2 separate regions of the Sus scrofa genome follow, and region 1 is linked to region 2. A link is a contact called in public Hi-C data. All regions are on one chromosome and are shown on one strand. The core of a region is the stretch at or near the end of the contact, and the rest is flanking DNA. Distances in the headings are between cores, read along the strand shown.

The links. A called contact is a pair of places that touch in the nucleus more often than the background predicts.
Region 1: a contact with region 2 is called in a Hi-C map of liver, with 3 times the contacts expected there. The contact joins the promoter of PCCA here to the promoter of TM9SF2 in region 2. A contact is called at or near these places in 2 of 47 Hi-C or Micro-C datasets (heart right ventricle and liver).

Annotation. Positions count from the first base shown.
Region 1 is chr11:68,919,131-68,923,956 of Sscrofa11.1, reverse strand. It overlaps PCCA (propionyl-CoA carboxylase alpha chain, mitochondrial), which reads right to left and starts at 3,034. Exons shown (of 24, transcript XM_021065866.1): 1 at 2,873-3,034. The coding sequence starts at 2,977.
Region 2 is chr11:68,404,653-68,409,898 of Sscrofa11.1, reverse strand. TM9SF2 (transmembrane 9 superfamily member 2) reads right to left here and starts at 2,065. Exons shown (of 17, transcript XM_021065854.1): 1 at 1,193-2,065. The coding sequence starts at 1,363.

The DNA.
Region 1 (4,826 bases), core at 1,785-4,284, 510 kb before region 2:
CCTCGGGAGCAGCCCAAAGAAATAGCAAAAAAAAGACAAAAAAATAAAAAATAAAAAAAAATAAAATAAAACATTCAGATATGCTTAAATACTCTTTTCCATGACTAGAAAAGAAAATCACAGATTTTACAAAACATAAAGCTTAAGCATTAAAGCTTCATGAATGCACCATGTAATGAGAGAATCACTCAAATAGGAGATAGTTTGTAACTGGAAATGCAAGGCTTTGGAATCATACCATCCAAGGTTCAAATTCTACCTCAGATTTGGATTTTTTTTGTTTGTTTTTTAACCTAGCTACAAAGGTAAGAGATAATATAGGAAGAACCATATAAGGCATATAAAAATTCAACAAAGTATAGAAATTACCATAAACCCAACATCCTGGAGCCACTGTAAAATATAAACAGAAGGAAAAAAACTAGGTAAACAGAACGTATTGGAGTTCCTGTCGTGGCTCAGCAATAATGAACCCGACTAATAAACATGAGGACTTGGGTTCAACCCCTGGCCTCGCTCAGTGGGTTAAAGGATCCGGTGTTGCCATGAGCTGTGGTGTAAGTTCCAGATGAGGCTCAGATCTTTCATTGCTGTGGCTGTGGTGTAGGCTGGCAGCTGCAGCTCCAATTTGACCCCTGGCCTGGGAACCTCCATATGTCTTGGTTGTGGCCCTAAAAAAAAAAAATGTTTAAAAAAGACCAGAAAAATAACATGTCAGTATAATAATCCCTCTCTTCCTTCTCTCTTTGCCTAGAAAGAAGTCACTTTGTTCTTCAAAACCTGTTTCAATTTTTGCCTCCACAGGAAAACAATCCCTTACTTTAGACATGATATGAGCAAGTCACATAAAACATTGTGCTTCAATTTCCTCATCTGTAAATGGGGATTACATGGCTATTACGAGGACTGGATAAATTAATTCAAACAGAGTACCAGAATAGTATCTCAGACAGAAAGCTCAAAATCTCGACGTGGTCAAATCCCTCTACTTTATTTTCTTAGATACAATACCAAGACCTTTTCCCCAACAGCACTGTACATTTGTTTGTCTCCCTAATAGACTAAAATTAATAAGAGAACATAAAGTATATTCTTTCCCTAGAGTTGGAACATAGGAAGTGGTTCAGAAAGATATGCTGGGGAAAAAAACAAAAACAAAAACAAAAATGCTGAAAGGAAGCAGCTGAGGCCGAAAGAAGCGGCTTGTCTAACACACCAAACTTCATCTGCGTGACTCCAAAGCCCATGAGTTTGCACCACAGGCTGCCTCCTACATAAATGTGTAAGTCTTGCAATTGCAGGTGATGTGGCCAAAAAGATTCAAAAAAGATTAAAAGATGGGAGAGCAGTCGACATTGAGAAACAGGAGTTCCCGTTGTGACTCAGAGGTAACAATCCTGACTAGGACCCCTGAGGATGTGGGTTTGATCCCTGGCACTCGGTGGGATGAGGACCCAGCACTGCCATGAGCTATGGTGTAAGTCACAGACATGGTCCAAGCCTGAGGTGCTGTGGCTGTACTGCAGGCTGGCAGCTGCAGCTCTGATTCAAACCCTAGCCTGGGAACTTCGGTATGCTGTGGGTGCGGCCCTAAAAAGCAAACAAAAAAAAGAGAGAGAAACAATAAATGACGTGCCCACACAAAGAACTCTGGGTTTTCTGAGAGTGAGTGTTCTGAAGGTGACACTCAGCTAATATGTGTATGGACTTAATTTCACATCCATGATCAGCTCCAGCTTCCGCTCCCGTATTTTTCCACCTGGGCCTCTGTTCCCTCCTCTTTAAAAGAGGAGGATGTGTCAGGCAGATGTGCCACATTACCCCTAAAGTGTCTTCCAATTCTAAAGTGCAATGACAGGGAGTTTCCCGTGTGGCGCAGTTAAACAAACCTGACTACTTTCCATGAGGTCGTGGGTTCAATCCCTGGCCTTGCTCAGTGTGTCAGGGATCTGGTGTTGCCATGAGCTGTGGTGTAAAAAATAAAGTTCAATGATGATAAATCCAGATGCACGACCACTTTTTTAAAAGGAAGCTTAACAAGCAGACTGAATAGATAACTGATGGTTTCAGAGATCCTCGTATTTTAAAGAATTTGTTTAAGTGACTTAAACCCTACTAATAAAAAGTTAGGTGGTCTTTGTTCAAAAATTTCAAGAGTCTCTATGTTGCAGGGAAAAAGTGTTGAGCCGCACACAAATACTCCCATGTGTAAGTCAAGGTGACACCACGAACCCCTAGGACATAACAGAACAGAGATATGTTTAGAACAGCACAAACAACAGGCTGACCACTTTAAAGAAAAGAAAAACACAAGATGTATATATAGTATAATGTGGTGTACTACAACTAAGAGAGGCTCTCTACTCCAGCAAAGGTAGCAGCAATCCTGACATACTTTAAAAGATGAGATTAAACCCACAACTCTAACTCTACTTCACCAGCAATTTAGTGTCCCTTCACAGCAAGAACAAGGCAAGAGAAAATGAAAACTAGGACCGTTAAAAATACACTTGGAAAGCTCAAGCAAGACAAGCCTTAAACCTCACGGCCCAAGAACGGGAGGGTGGGAAATGCAGGTGGCTGTCAGCTACTCCCGAGAAAGCAAAAACAAGCCCGCAGGCTCTTTGGGTCCTCCGGCCCTCCATGATCCTCGGAGTCACAGCTGCGGCGAGGGACGCCAGCTCTGCCCTCCTCCAGGGCCAACTCCGTGGAGTGAGGCGAGTGAGGCGCGGGGACCGATGGGGAAGCCGGTCCCGGGTGTCCCTCGAGCACCGCCGGGGCGCTCTCCGCAGCACTGGCCACCGCCAGGCGGTGCGGGGCTGGAAGCCCACCAGGGAAGCCCAGCCCCCAGGGGAGTCCCGTCACTCCTCACCTTCAGGGTCCAGAGCGCCACGCTCCGCATCAGCGGCCGCGGCGACCGCGACCCACGCCGTCCTGCCGCGACCAACACTGAGCCCCCGACCCAGAGCCCCGCCATTGCCGCCCCTGCAGACTGGATCTCCGCTGACCTCTCAACCCGCCGAAGGGGGCGGAGAAGGGCAGCCCCTAGGCCTCGGCCAATCACGAGCCGGCATCCGCGGTCCCGCCCCTACTGCGGGGAGGAGGGAGCTGGCGGGGACTCGCGGGAACCTGGAGCCCCGCCGCAGGGCCAGCGCGCTGCTCTCGGCCCGGGAGGGAGAGAGGCGGGGCCGCCGGCAGGAGCCAGCGAGAGTGGGCGAGGCATTGAGGACAGACCAGAGTTCCGGCGGCTGTGGGTCCCTGCCTGCTAGGAGTCAACCCGGCATTGTTCCAGCGTCACTTAGCAATCAACCCGCAGCCTGGCCAGTGAACGTCACTGAATTACCTCCTCAGGACGACCACTCATCCCAGGGCCACCTTAGTCCCGAGGGTCCTGAGTTGCAGGCAAGTACCCAAACGAAGATCTTGTGGGTTTGAAGGCGTAAATAGCAAAAGCACCAAACCACGGAAAGATTTTGAACAAGCATGATAAAGGGAAATGCTCTAGGCCTAGAAATCAATGGTCCCAGCTCGAGCCCCGCCTCTGCCGCAGGTATTACCCTCTGTCTGTCAGCGGGATTAGCGGTAACCAGAATCAGTTTCTGTAGCTTGGAAGCAGGCATCCTTATTAATACAACTACTAAGGGCCAGACCTTGTGCTAGAGGCTCAAATTTTGTCTCATTTAATCTTTACAAGAACCCTATTGGATTATACATTTCCCATTTTGAGAAACTGAATTTATAGGGAAGTAAAGTCACTCAGCTAGTAAGTAGTGAAACTAGGGTTTGGACCGAGGTCTGATTGTTTTCAGGGACTGGACTTTTGTTTTATTATGGACATATTTTAACATACATGAATGAGAGAAAAATAGTCTTATGATCACCCATCACACAGCTTCAACAAATCAACACTCTGTCAAACTTGTTTCATCCATACCCCATGCTTATTTCTGGCTGGAGTATTTTGAGGGAAATCCCAGACATCAGGTCCTCCCACCTATAAATACACCAGTATCAAGTGCTCTCTCTTTATTTTGCTTCTCCTCCAGAATTACCTTGAGAGAGTTACAAAGCTAGGAATGCCAGAGAATGCATTACAACGTGGCAAATGCCAAAAGAGACACAGTTTGTTTAGGAATCGCCTAGAGGTAACATTTAATGAAGTTTTAAAATATAAGTAGGAACTTTCATGACACACAAAAAGTAGTAAAAGTTTCACAGGACTTCTCGCCTACATATCTAAGCCTGGACTCATTTCCTAACCATGAAATCTGTTTCAGGAGTTCCCTTCATGGCTCAGTGGTTTACGAATCCACCTAGGATCCGTGAGGATTTGGGTGTGATCCGAGGCCTCTCTCAGTGAGTTAAGGATCTGGCATTGCCGCAAGTTGCAGTGTAGGTCACAGACACAGCTCGGATCTGGCATTGCTGTGGCTGTGGTATAGGCTGGCAACTATAGCCCTGATTTGACCCCTAGCCTGGGAACTTCTATATGCCTCAGGTGTGGCCTTTAAAAAAAAAAAAAAGAAACCTGCTTTTTTTCTTATTCTTTCCCCCAGTTCTACCCTTTGGATTGATTCTCCTTATATCCTGTCTGTTTTATCTTACAGAAGTTATTTTCTTGAAAAATACTTGTGGCAGAAACTACTTGTTCATAATATCCTCCACTCCTTCCTTTAAAAAGAGAGCTCCTGAGTTTTAGCTGACCGCATGGCCACCCAACTAAAGGCCGCACGATCCATCCTCCCTTACAGTAACAAAATGTGGACATGTGACAAGGTCTGGCTTATAGAATGCAAGGACTGTGTCCTTAAAGAGCAGGGGCATCC
Region 2 (5,246 bases), core at 816-3,315:
AGCTTCCTGCACTGCAAGTGTATGGGAGCCACAGTATTCAAGTGCTAACTGTTGAGTAACCCATAAATATCCTTAGACATTTTTAGAGATCCAAGTTTTGAAACAGAAACTGTAAAATGCCATGAAAAAATTTAATAGCTTCTTTAGTGCCCTAAAATAAGCTCAAAATTCACAGCTATAGTAAAGTTAGCAGTAATAAAATAAACACCAGCTTTAAAAAAAGCAAACTTAGTAAATAAACCTATTTATAGATTGTAAAAGATTGCTAAACGATTATTTGAATTGTTAAAATTACTAATGGTTTCAAAGAAATTCTCATGCCCCAAATGTTAAGTTTTAGCAATCCAAAATAATTGTATATGTTTCCTGTCCTGCCCTATGCCCAATAATCTAGAAGCAGGTTACTTATTTCTCTTTTACTAGTGGTTAAAGTGAAAAGCTTGAGTTTGAGGTCGTAAGAGGTCAAAGTTTTCAAGGTTTACCCTAGAAGAAAAGGCCAGCTTCTCCTGTGGTCTGCTCCTTTTAAGTGTTTCAAACAACCTCAGAGAACTAAACAGCGTCATCTTATGTATCTTCTGCATATTAAAAAATCTTTTACACTTCAAAGGTAGAAATTAACTATGTCAACCATCACAGCAATTCTTTATTAATGCACTTTACGCGGCTCTGGGTGTTAAATTCCACAAATAAGGAAGTAATCGCTAATCGTGAGGTTTAAAATGCCAAAAACCTAGAAAGAACGAGCTCGTAACCAACCAGGAGTTCTAGAAAAGTAGCAAACTGGCAGCAATGAACTTAAAAGTTGCTGGAAGACCTGGCCGCCCCCTTCCTTGCAGAGCGTGACCGGGCTGTAAGCGAACACCCCCAACTCGTGGAACGCTCGCTGACCTGCACGCATCCAACTCCAAGGGAGCGCCGGACACGCACAGTCCCCGTTTCAGGACAGCTGCACACACACTAGCTCTCGGCCAGACGGGAGGAGAGCCCGAGGCCCACCGAGTCCTGCAGAATCCACCCCGCTACCAGGCCGTTCCGGAGCCTCCGGCGCACAGCCGCGCCAACCCCAAGCGCTTCTGGGGACACTGGACCGCACCCACTGCTACGCCCCCTTCCCCTCGGGCCCCGGCCGCCCAGGCACGGAGAGGCTTCCCCTTCCGACAATGCACCCGGGGGTCCGTCAGGCCGCACCCACCTTGCACTCGTCGCTCTTTTTTTCTACGTCGCAGAAGTTGACGGGCGCCAGGCCGGGCAGGTAGAAAGCGGCGCCCCGACGCGGGCCCGGGGCGGCCCCCAGCAGGAGCAGCGACAGCAGCCACAGCCGCGGCCACCGAGATGGAAACGACGCCGACAGCCTGGCGCTCATGACGGCTGTTCCGGGGAAAGGGCAGCCGAGCCGCGGGGGTGAAGAGGGAAGGAGGGACGGGGAGGCTCGGAGACGAGGACCAGGCCGCCGGAGCTGAGGGAGGCCGGCCCCGCGACGGACAGTTCCGGTTGCGCTAGGAGACACCACGGGTTCCGCAACAGAAACCGAACCGGGCCTCGACGGAGCATGCGCAACGCCGCCTGCACATGCTCAGTGAGAGCGGCCGCAGGCGCCCCCAGGAGTTTCCGGGAGCCGGAGTGGAGGAAATCCACTTTCCAGGTTTTCAGCGGTCCGGCTGGAGTGGTTGCTGTGAGGGAGGTTCCAGCACTCACGTTCCGATTCCAAATTCCGATCTAGAGCTCCCTTGGGGCCCGGCGCCGGCGCCGCAAGCTTTCTGCTTTGTCTCAGTTTCCCGCGGTTTCCGCACCCCAGTAAGCAAAGCAGTTCCAGCAAAATAGGAATCTGGTATCATCATCCTTGAGCACGTCTCTGTTGCTTTTCCTATTGAAGTGATGCCATGCCCTTCTTTGCTGTATACAGACGGATTTGTTTGTGCAGTGCATTTTTTGAGTATTTTTCAGGGAGAAACTTGTGTTTTTTGGTTTTTGGCAACACCTGAGGCATGTGGAAGTTTTGGGGGCCAGGGATCAAACAGGGGCCACAGCAGTGACCATGCCAGGTCTCTCACCCGAGGAACTCTGAAACTTGCTTTTGGTGACCAAAAAAAAAAAAAAAAAAAAAAAAAACAGAGAGAGGGAGAAGAGAAAAAAATGCACAAAAGTTGTGAGTTAAGTTTTATTCAGGAAATTTACTGAGGACTGTAGCGAGGGAGACAGCCTCTAAGCTCTGAGCAACTGCTCTGAAGAGGTAAGGGAGAAGCCAGAATATATATGGAAAAAAAAATCAAAGATTACTGATAATCAGGAAGAAAAGACATCTCAAGTTAAGGATTAGTGCTTTTCTAGGTATGAGAAGATGCAAGAATCTGGGTTCACTGAAATTATTCCCTAGATATCCTCTTAACTATCCAGGGTCAGTATCCAGAGCACAGTATACTCCCGTTTTTCTCCATCCTGAATTCCCCTCAGGGCACCCTGTCGGTGGGGGACTGGTTTGATCATTGTAGAAATGGAATGGTGGACAGTCTTTGTTTAAAAAGTCAATTCAGCTGAACCTTGGAGTTCAATCGAATACTTCAGAAGATGGTATTCATGTAGACTTTCTAGCAAGGAATCAACCCAGAAGTACTTCAGCTGAGAAATCAAACAGGGGCACGTTTACTAGATGGACAATTCAGAAATTTGTGGGGCCCCAGGCAATCCTATCTAAATTCTTGTGGGTATCTGCACGTTTTCTCCTGGACAGTTTATAACATTAAATTTTCAAAGGAATCTATGTGCAAAAAAGGCTAAGGACCACTGTTCTATGCTGGGGAGTAAGCAGAACATGCTCGCAAAGATAGTTCCCACTAAGAACTCCAGCTTTGGAACAGCACTATTAACTTATGGGGACCTTGAGCAAGTTAAATCATCAAGTCCCAGGAAGTATAATAGGATGTCCATTGCGAATGAAAAATGGTACCTGCCATATCCGTCATCAGAGGATGTTGCAGCCATGAAGACAGTACAGCCCCGGCTGACAGTGAGCCCTGAGGGAACTCAGGATGGAGACAAACTGCCAGGCCCTCAGCCACTGCAGCTACCGCCAACTGTGCACCCTGAGGGGATTCCGGATGGGGAAAAGCAGGATACTGGTCCTGGATAGCTAAGGCGCATACTGAAGGAGTATTTCCAGTGAGGCCAGACTCCTGCATCTTCCCATACAAAGAACAGTGCTAAATTTAATTAACTCAAGATGTCTGATTTTCTTTAACCGTAATCTTTTAAAGTTCTTACTACCTGGTCTTTCGCAAAAACAGCCATTATATCCTGGCTTCTCCCTTGCCTCTTCAGAGCAGTCCTCAAAGCTATCTGAAAGGCTTAAGTCCTCAATTCTGTCCGCCAGATAAAACATAATTCTCAACTTTAAGGTGGTGCATTTTTTTCAGTCAACACCATATTCTTTAAGTGGTTGTGAAGATTAAGGGGCAAGGGTTAAGCACTATACAGAGGAAAGGCATCAAGTGTTATAATAGAAACTGCAGGTGTAGGGGGTGGGGGTGGTTGGGGGGCCTGAGCAGTTGGATTGTATTTAGGTCACTTCTCCTTTGAGCAAACAATTAATATATTTGCCCAATGTATTTGGTCTAGGGAAAAAGAATTTATAATATTCTATTGTTGAAGTCATAGAGATTTCTAATATAATACGAGGAAGCGATGTTTCTCTCCATTTAGAAAGGTAGCAGAATAAAATTAACATTATTATTATTATTTGCTTTTTAGAGCTGCAATTGTGGCATGAAATTCCCAGGCCAGAGGTCCAATCGGGACTGTAGCTGCAGTCCCACACTGCAGCAACAGCAACGCCAGATCCGAGCCACGTCTGCGACCTACACCACAGCTCACAGCAAGGTAGGAGGATCCTCGACCCACTGAGTGAGGCCAGGGGTCGGACCTGTGTCCTCATGGATACTAAAGTCCGGTTCTTTTCCACTGAGCTGAGTTACAAGAACGCCAACATTTTTTGTTCACTACCTTCTGTTTATCCAGTACCACTAAATACTTGAACTTCACTATCTCAGTGCCCCCCCACACAAGAAAGGGCACTGCTGACACACCCCCCGCCCCCGTGCTTCTCAGGCCCCAAACCTGGGAGATAACCTAAATTTCAAGTTCCTTCACTCTCCACAAACAGTCCTTCAACAAGTTGTGCTTGCTGGACCGCTGAACTAGACTAAATCCTCCGTACTTACCATGTCCACAGCTACAGCCTAGTTCAAGCCAAAATCGTAGTTCTCTTGAACCTGTACTAAATGCAATAGCCTCTCAGCTTGCACTCTTGACAAAGCGATCTTAAATCTTTAAATCCCTCCGTTCTACTTTCTGCTTAACCCGCCCCCCAGGCACTCCTCACTACTTTATCACTACCTGGAGTTAACGTGGTTATTTGTTTACTGCCTCACTCCTCGTTTATACGTACACCCCGGGGGAGTAAGGACCTGGTCTCTGCACCCCAGAGCCTAGAGCAGCGTACGGCACATAAAGGAGACAAGAGCAGCAAGTAACTACAAAGTACTGCAGGTTTGGTACCGGCTGGACCATATAAATTCTAGATCTGAATTCAGAATCGAAGGCTTTTGAGCGCTGAAATAAACCTGAGGTTTTCCAGATGCGTTTAACCTCTTCCACTGACAGAGGAAAGAAGGCGGACTGAGCGCCCGCAAACGGTTACTCCTTGAGACTCAGCGGACGGAGCCGGGGAGTCTATGGCGGGGGGTGGGTCCTTCCAAATCTCGCCGCCCCCTCGATCCTCCGAGCTCAGCATCAGCAAAAACCCGGATAAGTGGAGTTCTTTCTCAATAAAAATGATCTCCGGACTTCAGACGCAACCCGGGCCGCCCAGCGCCGATCGCGCGTGCGCAGGGCCGGCCAGCCTCGCCTCGCCAACCCCTACCCTGGCGACCTTCTCCCCGCTTCCGCCTCCAGAGTTCAGACACGTCATCCCGCACGGCCGGGGCCGGGTGGGAGGGGCCGGGGGCGGAGCTCGGCCGCGGGGCGGGGCGGGGCGGACTCCTTACTTCCGCATCCAGCCTTGCCAGGGTTTCTTTCTGTTACCTGGGGCAGGTGGCACCCAGGTACCGGGAATCTGGCGTGGCGACATTGCTCTGTCCCTCACCCAGGCGGCAAAATGGAATCCCTGGCTTGTGGGCGCCTCCTCCCTGGGCGCTGCCACGCAGAAGGGCTGAGTGAGGATTCTAGTTCCAAACTAGGAAGAAATGAAGTTT